3 separate regions of the Sus scrofa genome follow, and all the other regions are linked to region 2. A link is a contact called in public HiChIP or PLAC-seq data. All regions are on one chromosome and are shown on one strand. Each heading gives the region's core, a stretch centred on a gene start, on an enhancer-like site or on the middle of the called end of the contact. The rest is flanking DNA. Distances are from core to core; before and after follow the strand shown. Region 1 has its middle 110 kb from the start of NCOR2. Region 2 overlaps RFLNA (refilin-A). Region 3 has its middle 99 kb from the start of SCARB1.

Region 1 (3,320 bases), core at 667-3,166, 290 kb before region 2:
CTGAATAGGCTTTTTTATGTTTTTCTACTCTCTTATTCTTCCCCTGGGCAATGAATGCTTCATTGTCTAGTTTGGCAGAGGACAAAGGGCAAAGGGCAAAGAAAGAACCCTTCTTTGGGTTCAATAGGATAAAATGGCCCTTGATTGGAAACCACATCCTACCATCACAACCCGGCAATTCCACTCACACGCATTTACCGGAGAGAAGTGAAGACCTGTGTCCCATATATTCTCAGACACAAACGTGCTGAGCTGCTTTATTCAGAAGAGCTAAAAATTGGAGACACCTAATATCCATCAGCTGGTAACCAGATAAATTTCATTTACCAGCACAATGGATCCCATTCAGCAATAAAAAGGAGTGAAGTGTTGGAGATCCCCTGGTGGCTCAGTGGGTTAAGGATCTGGTGTTTTCACTGCTGTGGCGCAGGTTCAATCCCTGGCCCGGGAATTTCTGCATGCTGTGGGTGTGGCCAAAAACCCCCCAAACCAAAAAACACTTTGTGAGACTTAAAATATGTGTGTGTATATATCATTGCAACGGCAGTGGCTTGGGTCACTGCTATGGCACAGGTTTGATTCCTGGCCTGGGAATTTCCACATGACATGCAGGTGGCCCCCAAGAAAAGAAAAAAGAAAAAATATATACCTATAAGAGGGAGAGAAGTGTTGACACGTGTCGCAATGTACGTGAATCTCAAAATCTCTATACTAAGTCAGAGGTGGGCAAGCCTCTTTTGCAAAGGCTCAGGCAGAATATTTCTGGCTTTGTGGAACTTCCTGTCTCTGTCTCAACTCTCCTATTTTACCTTTGCGGTGTAAAAGGAGCCAGAGATAGTGCCTAAAGGAATGGGCATGGCTGTGTTTTAATAAAACTTTTTGTGAGCCCTGAAATTTAAATTTCCTATCATTTTCACGAGTCATGAAATATTCTTCTTCTTTTGATTTTTTTTTCAACCATGAACTAAATGTAAAAACCCAGGAACTCATTCATTGCTGGTAGGAAGGCAAAAACAGCAGAACTGCTTGGGAACACTTTTTGGTGGTTTTGTATAGAACTGAAAGCGCACTGACCCTGCGATCCAGCTACTGCGCTTTTACCTGTTTCCGAAGGGAGGTGGTAACTTACGTCCGCACAAAAACCTGCCCGCGGATAGTTATGGCAGCTTTACACATAATCGCCCCAACTGGAAGCAGCTGTGATGCCCTTCAGCAGGTGAATGGATAAACTGTGGTCCATCCAGACAATGGGATTTTATTTGGCACTAAAAAGAAATGAGCTAGCAAGCCAGGAAAAGACATGGAGGAAACATAAATGCCTATTTCTAAGTGCAAGAAGCCCATCGGAAAAGGCTACCTATGTGTGATTCCATCTTTCTGACATTCTGGGAAGGTAAAACTAGGGGGACACTAAAAAAAGCCCAGTAGTTGTCGAGGGTTGTGGGGAGGGACGGATGAAAGGCAGAGCAGAGGGAGTGTTGAGGGCTGTGACAGTGCCCTCATGGCAGGTATCTTTTATTATACATTTGTCCAAACCCATAGAGGGCCCAACACCAAGGCAGAGCCGGAATGTCAACTGTGGAGTCCCGGGAAAAATGACGTATCCATATTGATTCAGTCATTGTAACAAATGCGTCACAAGGTAATGCAAGATATTAATAACAGAGGAAGCTGTGTGTGGCGGGGGAGGGGGGTGGCGAGCAGGGCAGGAATGTGGGACATTTTGTACCATCTGCTCTGAGGTCAAGGCTGTCGGTCCTGTTCACCGTCTGGTGAGAAAGGAAGAGACACTTAGCAAACGTCTATTGAGTGAATGAAATGAGGTTAATTCCTCTGGGCCAGGCGGGGCAGGTGGGACGGGCTGTTAGCCTCGGGGGAGACTTTTGTCCCTGGAGCTTAATGGATGGACGGATGGATGAGGATGAGTCAGGCTCACGCGGAGTCCAGGAAGTGAAAACAGCCAGAGCAGAGGCTGAGACGTGGACAGGGCCTGTGAGTTTGGAAAAAAGCAGCTGGGTGTGGCCAGAAAACAGGTCAGGAGGCCAGGGGGGTGGCTGAGCATGTGAGCGTGTGGTCCCCAGGGTAGAGAGAAAGGGATCAGGTCATTTGTGGTCACATGTCCTTTGTATTAATTCCTCACGGCTACAGGCCAGTCTCCCTCATCCAGAGTGGTGACACTGGGCTGTTGGGTCCCTTTGCCTGGAAGCAGGTTAGGTCTGGGCGGTAGTTTCTACAGAGATGGCCAATTTTGGCTTTTTAGGCCCACATCTGCTGCATATGGAAGTTCCGAGGCCAGGGGTCGAGTCAGAGGTGCAGCTGCCAGCCTACACCACAGCCGCAGCAACACGGGATCTGAGCCACGTCTGCAACCTAGACCACAGCTCACAGCAATACCAGATCCTTAACCCACTGAGCAAGGCCAGGGATCAAACTTGCATCCTCATGGGTACTAATCAGGTTTGTAACCCACTGAGCCACCACGGGAACTCCCGGAACCTCCACTCCCGGAACCTCCACAAAATTCTTAATCACACCTGCAAAGTCTCTTTTGCCCTGGGTTATAGTGAACCCCTCAAAACTCAGATGTTGAAGCCCTAATCCCCAGAACATCAGAATGTAACTGTTTTCTGGAGATAGGATCTTTAAAGAGGCAATTGTGTTAAAATGAGGTCATTAAACCTCAGCCTACTGGCACCCACCCTCCCCTAGAAGGAGAGGAGATTAGGATACAAAGAGAGCAGAGGCGCAAGCGCACACACAGAGAGCCAGCTGACCCAGTGAGGACACAGTGAGAAGGTGGTTGTCTGCAAGCCAAGGAGAGAGGCCTCAGGAGAAACCAGCCCTGTCCACACCTTGACCTTGGACTCCAGCATCCGGGATTGTGAGAAAATATATCTCTGTTGTGTAAGCCCCCAGTCTGTGCTATTTTGTTATGGTAGCCTGAGCTAACACACCAAGTAAGGTAACATCCTCAGGTTGTGGGGGTAGGACAGCCCCTTCTGGGGGTGGGGGTGCGGGGTTATTCTTCCCACTACAAGGTGAGGATGCAGAAGGGGATGGACCCTGAGGGGAAGGAGGGGTGGGTGGGACACTGGACCCAGGTACTAGCTACTGCACCCTGCAGACCCTGGGGCAGCAGAGAGGCTCATATATTCCTTTTTCTGGGCGCTTCCTGATTCCCCAGTGGGGAGGGGGGATCCCATGATGGTTTTCAGCCAGTGAATGTGAGTGGAAGTGACAGTTCCAAGCTGAACATTCATTTGCCAGTGCAAGACCTTCCAGAAGTCTCCTTTGGCCACACCACCCCGCAGCCTGGGTCC
Region 2 (3,180 bases), core at 6-2,505:
CCCTGGCCACTTCACTTGCATCTGGCCAGCAGGTCCCCAAGACACTAGGGTTGGCTTCTGGGACCAGGTGACACAGACACTGTGACAACTGAACTGGAGTAATCAGGGTGGCTTCTTGGAGGTGGTGGTTCTTAAAGAAAGGATGGACCGAGTGGAAGAAACCTGTATGGGCAGAGGTTGGAGGAGGACACCGGCGGGGGGGGGGGGGGGGGGCGGGAGGACAGGATTTCTGAGAGGGAACAAATAACGCCCAGTAAGGTAATTTGCTGGTTTTATGAAGTTGGGGGCTTGTTGGCTTGCAAGATCGCTGGATGGATTGAGGGAGAAACAGGCTAGGAGACCAGTGCGGGGCCAGTATGGGGAGCTGGCACAGTAGAGAAGGCCAAGACAGAGCCCCCTTGCCCCTGGGATGGGGTCGAGGCCAGACCACTTATGGGGCAGGTGAGGGGCCCTATGACGTGCGAGTGAGGGGTCACTGTGGAGCCAGCTGCCACTTAATGGCCACGTGACCCTGGCCAAGTCATTTGAACCCTCTGTGCCTCCGTTTCCCCATCTGTAAAATGGGACCGTGATACAGCTGTGAGGAGTGCCTCAGAGAGAGGATGTTTAATTCGGCCAAGACATGGTTTACTCGCCTGTGCACGAGTCACAAGTGGGACAAGGCAAGGAGGGAAGACAAGAATGTGTTCGCTAGGCTAGGAGGGAGGAGGAGAAGCTTCAGCTGATCCGGTGAAGCCTATCTGCTTGTTAACGTGAGTAAACTGATTTGATCACGGGCAGCTGGTGGGAGGGCTCCCTGGGCTTTCGGCCCTAGGAAGGCTAAGAAGAGGCCTCAAAAGAAATCGGTTTGGGAGTTCCTGTTGTGGCTCAGTGTGTTACACACCCAGCTAGTATCCATGAAGATGAGCGTTCGATCCCTGGCCTCACTCAGTAGGTTAAGGATCCCGCATTGCTATGGCTGTGGTGTAGGTCGGCAGCAGCAGCTCCAGTTTGACCCTTATCCTGGGAAGTAACATGTGCTGCAGGTACGACTCAAAAAAGAAATGGGTTTGTTTTCAAGGATTCTCCAGGAAGCTACGAGGGTTGAGCTGTGTTGGCCATGTGGCAAGCTGCCTTCCACCCCACCGCCTCTGGATTTCAGCCAGATCCTGCTTCCTCGTTAGAATTTGTCACCAGCCACCTCACAGTCATTGGGAAGATTAAATGCGTAAGATGCTGACAGCGGGGCCGGGCCGTCTGCAGGCAGTGAGTGCTCTGTGTACGCATCAGCCGCCACGGCTGCTGTTCTTGTGGCTACTCTGGGGAGAGGAGACGGGACAGTGGACGGAGTATCTGTTGGGGATGGGGGAGGGGAGGCTTCCAGGTTGGATGTGAGGCCTGCGATTGGCAGGGGTGACAGCAGAAGAGGCGGAGGCGAAGGGAGTCGGGACGAGTGTTTGTGGGCCAGAGCCAGCCCTTGAGCGTGGGAAGTGTTCCTGCCCCTGCGAGAGACGGACGACGCCCTGAGCTGCCCCCACCAGGGTCCCTGCTCAATTCAATTGCAGCAGAAGCTTTACGGTCCCAGCCACCAGGGAGGTGAGACCCTGTGCCCGTTTTGCAGATGCTTAGAGAAATTAGGGACAGGCTCTTTCCAGCGCCGTGCCCTTCCCCTCCCAGGGGCCTTAGAGAGGGACATCTGCCCCTCTGGGGGCTTGCCTGATGCATCGGGATCGGGAAGGGGGGCTGGGAGGAGGGCAGTCGATGGAAGGACCTTTTGCAGGCAGCATCCTGAGCCTGGGCAGCGGGGCACACTGGCCTCCAGTCTTTATTTGGGGGTTAGAACTCCCAAAGGGCTGGGGCAGGATTTAGAGGAAAGTAGCACCTCTTTCTGCCGGGGTCTGAGGAAAACCGGGGTGCGCTTGGGGGCCCACAGCCCGTGCGCCCCACCAACTTCCTCTTCCTCCCTGGCTGGGCCTCATGGAGCCCCCTGCGTACAAGAGGCAGGCTGGGGTTCCAACATCCCCAGGGAAGGAGAAAACCTTTGGCAGCCAAAAGACCCTTGGAAATATTCCAAGTGCAAGAGAATGACCTTGCTCGCTTCTCAGAGGCATGCATGCTACCTGGTCCCCAAGGAGACACTGAGATGGAGTTCAGAGAGCATGAGGCCCATCAGGGGTGACACCGGCAAAGACAAAGGGACCAGAAGCAGGACCCAGCAGGGACTAAGTCTTGGTCAACCAAGAGCCAAGACCCATGGAAGGGGTCCCATCCCATCTAGCTCCCACCGGCTGGGCACCGGGAAGGGCCTGGCTGCAGCTGGAACACTATAGCTGGAGGCCATCAGCTGCTTGTGTGCCTCAGAGGTGGCTTCTTGCAGAAGGACCCCAGGGGCACCGCCAAGGTCGAGGATTCACTGGCACCATAACTGCACGTGTTGGGAAGCCCCGCCCATGTTTCCTTCAAAGTGGACAGATTAGAGTTGTGACTGGAAAGCAAAGTTGAATCTTCCTGGTGCCAGCGATGTACCCCCCAGGCATGCATGTTTGCATAGAATCCCCTCTCTCAAGAACATGTTCCAAGGCTGCTTAATGTCTCCCTCATTGCGCTCACAGTCTGGGGTTCCAGAGGCCCCTCAAGGACAAGGATAAGATGGGAAGATGTTGTAACATGGTCAAGGCCACTGCTTAGTGGAGGCAGCTCAGGGCCCTCCTCCAGGGACAGGGCAGGTGTTGGGGGGTCCACCGAGGCCCAGCATGCAGAATGCAAAGCATGGGAGCATCAAACATGCAATTCCCAGGACCTTCCTTGAAATCGTCCCCCAGACAAGTCCCAGCCTGGAGCCTGGGCCTCTGCACTTTTAACATAGCTCCTGGGTGGAAGTGGTGCCCCTGACATGGGGGGACAGCCACAGGGCTCTGAGCCTGCAGAGCCTCCCTGTCCTGTGCGCAGCGGGGAAGGACCGTGGGCCTGTGAAAACCAATCCTGTCCTTGTGGGCCCTGAGGGTGTCAGAAACAAGGAAGAGGGAGCCTCTTTGGGTTTGCATGTTTTATTAAGATAATCAGTTGATTCTTAAGTTATTTCTTTGTTAATCAGAAAGCATCTCTGTGGAGAGAACAAGCACAGTCTGCGTAGATACGTAAAATATATCAGTCACTTTGCCTCCCCCGAACGTGAGCTCCGAGTCACCCCTCAGCCCCCGA
Region 3 (2,908 bases), core at 45-2,544, 420 kb before region 2:
GCAGGTATTGGGTTTTGCATGTAAAAGTACACCAAAGTGGGAGTTCCCATTATGGCTCAGTGGTTAATGAATCCGACTAGGAACCATGAGCTTGTGGGTTCAATCCCTGGCCTTGCTCAGTGGGTTAAGGATCCGGCGTTGCTGTGAGCTGTGGTGTAGTCACAGATGTGGCTCAGATCTGGTGTTGTTGTGGCTCTGGCGTACGCCAGGGGCTACAGCTCTGATTAGACCCCTAACCTGGGAACCTCCATATGCCACGGGTGTGTGGCCCCAGAAAAGACAAAAAGACCAAAAAAAAAAAAAAGTACACTGAAGCAAAGGGGACAAAGAAACAGTCAAAACGGCTCTATTTGGATCTGTTAGAGCAGCAATGTCATCTGTCTCAGAAGTACAGTGGTGGACAGAGCAGGAGAGGTCCCTGCCCTAGTGGGTTTACATTCTAGCGGAGGCGACAGTGGCGGAGTAAATGAATAAGTAAGGTAACTCCAGAGTGTGACGGGTGCCAGGAAAGAACTAAAACAAGTGACATGATGAGAGGAGGTGTTTGGGGGAACAGGTGCTACTTAGATGAAACAGTGGCTCCAGAAGGGCTTCTAAGAAGTGCTGTTTCTGCTGATTCCTGAAGGATTTGAAGGGGTCAGGCAAAGAGCCCTTTGGGAACCTAGAACTGCATGTACAAAGGCCCTGAGGTAGCTACATGCAGACTAGAAGTGGGTGGGGTGTAGCTGGAGTGTAGTAAGCCAAGCCTGGTGATGAGGTTGGAGAGCTCTGCAGGGGCTGAATCAGGCTCTGGATTTTAAGCACAGTGGGAGCCACTGGAAGGTCTTAGGTTGGGCAGCAACGTGTCGCTGATTGGCTGTGTGGGGAACTGAGGTGGGGACAGGGGTGGATGAAGAGGCTTCTAGCAGGAGACACTCTATAGTTTATAAAACCTCTCTTGCTTCCTGCTTTTGCCATGGGAACCCTCAGAGCACCCCTGAGATGGCGGGGAAGTTGGGGGGCGGGGGGTAGGAGAATCAGGCCAGTTTTACAAGGGAGGAAACTGAGGGAGCATTACAAGGGAGAGAAGCCAGCCGAGCACGGCCGAGCATATTCCCTATTTCTCCTTCCTTCCTGCTTCCTAAGTGAGCCCTTTAGGAGAGGCTGCAACCTTTTGCTTTTCACTCTTAAGCCCCTGCCCCCGTACCTGCCCTTTGCAGTTTGATCTTTATTTATGTGTAAGCATTTGGTCACCCTCTGGCTCTGTCTTCCTCCTTAGACTCCCGAAGCGCATGAGGGCAGATGCTCTGTCTGTAGACTTCCCAGCGGCATCCCCAGAGCCTGGCACGGTGTCTGGCTGGTAGGTGTGCGTGGAATAAATAAACGAACTGTGGGTGAGTGGCAGTGTTGGGGGTGTGAGTGGAGGAGGAGAGAGTGCGGGGCCCGCATCCCCACCGCATCCCCCACCCCCACTTCTCCCCTCCTCCTCTTCCGTATTCAGGCCCCAGGGCCCGCTTAGGGCCTTGTTCGTTGACGGGAGTGCAGGCTTTGGCCACCAGGGGGCGCTGTGGACTCGCCCTCCGCAGGGTGGCCCTGGTCCAGGGTACAAAGACCTGTGGGCCTGCCTGAGCCACGTCTGTATTTTTGAGGCTCTGGATACATTAAGAGTAAAAAAAAAAAAAAACCCTGACGGATCAGGGCTGCATAACCTGTGCTCCCTTGTACGTTTACGCTGACCATGTTAACAGTTTCCACACATAAAGACGCCCAACGACATTCCCGTGTGAAATTGCAGGGTTTGTAAAGTTATTAATTAGCAATGTCCGCAGAGGGCAGGATTGGCTGACTGGGAAATGATTCGTTCCGTCTGGGCGGCCGGGCAAAGGACAGTACATTCAACCCTGGCTGGAGAATGGCTCCTGAGTCTGTGTGGCCACATGGCTGATCCCCCAGGGACGGGCCTGATCCTCAGCAAAAATCTCAGAAGCTCAGACAAACTCTGGGCCCTGGTGAACCAGTTCTTCTCCTAAAGCTGGTTGTTGCTGACATTTATTTTTTTTTTTTTTTTTTTTTTTTTTTTTTTTTTTTTTTTTTTTTTTTTTTTTTTTTTTTTTTTTTTTGTCTTTTTTGTTGTTGTTGTTATTTCTTGGGCCGCTCCCGCGGCATATGGAGGTTCCCAGGCTAGGGGTTGAATCGGAGCTGTAGCCACCGGCCTACGCCAGAACCACAGCAACGCGGGATCCGAGCCGCGTCTGCAACCTACACCACAGCTCACGGCAACGCCAGATCCTTAACCCACTGAGCAAGGGCAGGGATCGAACCCGCAACCTCATGGTTCCTAGTCGGATTCGTTAACCACTGCGCCACGACGGGAACTCCAACTTTTTTTTTTTTTTTTTTTTTTTTTTTTTTTGTCTTTTTTGTTGTTGTTGTTATTTCTTGGGCCATGCTGACATTTATTGAGTGATTTCTACACTGTTTTCTTTCTTTTCAAAAAAATATATTTTTTTTTTTTTTTGTCTTTTTGCTATTTCTTGGGCCGCTCCCGCAGCATATGGAGGTTCCCAGGCCAGGGGTCAAATCAGAGCTGTAGCCACTGGCCTACGCCAGAGCCACAGCAACGCGGAATCCGAGCCGCGTCTGCAACCTACACCACAGCTCACGGCAACGCCGGATCGTTAACCCACTGAGCAAGGCCAAGGATCGAACCTGCAACCTCATGGATCCTAGTCGGATTCGTTAACCACTGTGCCACGACGGGAACTCCTCAAAAAAATATTTTAAAAATATATTGTCTTACTTGCTCAGGGTATAGTCTGTCTGTCTGTCTTTCTTTCTTTCTTTCCTTTCTTTCTTTTTTCTTTCTTTCTCTATGGCTGCACCTGCGGCATATGGAAGTTTCCAGCTTAGGGGTCAAATTAGAGCTGCA

The links. HiChIP or PLAC-seq counts read pairs in DNA pulled down with a chosen protein or histone mark.
Region 1: an H3K27ac HiChIP or PLAC-seq map of alveolar macrophages shows a contact between it and region 2. The contact joins two enhancer-like sites. A contact is called at or near these places in 1 of 47 Hi-C or Micro-C datasets (fetal heart ventricle) and 1 of 2 datasets of contacts at active chromatin or transcription factors (alveolar macrophages).
Region 3: a contact with region 2 is called in an H3K27ac HiChIP or PLAC-seq map of alveolar macrophages. The contact joins two enhancer-like sites. A contact is called at or near these places in 1 of 5 promoter capture datasets (liver), 9 of 47 Hi-C or Micro-C datasets (embryonic fibroblasts, epiblast stem cells, fetal heart ventricle and 5 more) and 1 of 2 datasets of contacts at active chromatin or transcription factors (alveolar macrophages).

What each region holds. Positions count from the first base shown.
Region 1 is chr14:28,534,750-28,538,069 of Sscrofa11.1, forward strand. No RefSeq gene overlaps it. Among named protein-coding and RNA genes, the nearest start is that of NCOR2, 110 kb to the right of the region's middle. Within about 2 kb of position 1,917, at least 19 of the 83 cell types and tissues checked have an H3K27ac peak or open chromatin away from gene starts, as enhancers often do. A contact at or near this core is called in alveolar macrophages, where this site is marked.
Region 2 is chr14:28,820,561-28,823,740 of Sscrofa11.1, forward strand. It overlaps RFLNA (refilin-A), which reads right to left. Exons shown (of 4, transcript XM_021072253.1): 4 at 3,011-3,180. Among named protein-coding and RNA genes, the nearest start is that of RFLNA, 19 kb to the right of the region's middle. Within about 2 kb of position 1,256, at least 4 of the 83 cell types and tissues checked have an H3K27ac peak or open chromatin away from gene starts, as enhancers often do. A contact at or near this core is called in alveolar macrophages, where this site is marked.
Region 3 is chr14:28,399,252-28,402,159 of Sscrofa11.1, forward strand. No RefSeq gene overlaps it. Among named protein-coding and RNA genes, the nearest start is that of SCARB1, 99 kb to the left of the region's middle. Within about 2 kb of position 1,295, at least 26 of the 83 cell types and tissues checked have an H3K27ac peak or open chromatin away from gene starts, as enhancers often do. A contact at or near this core is called in alveolar macrophages, where this site is marked.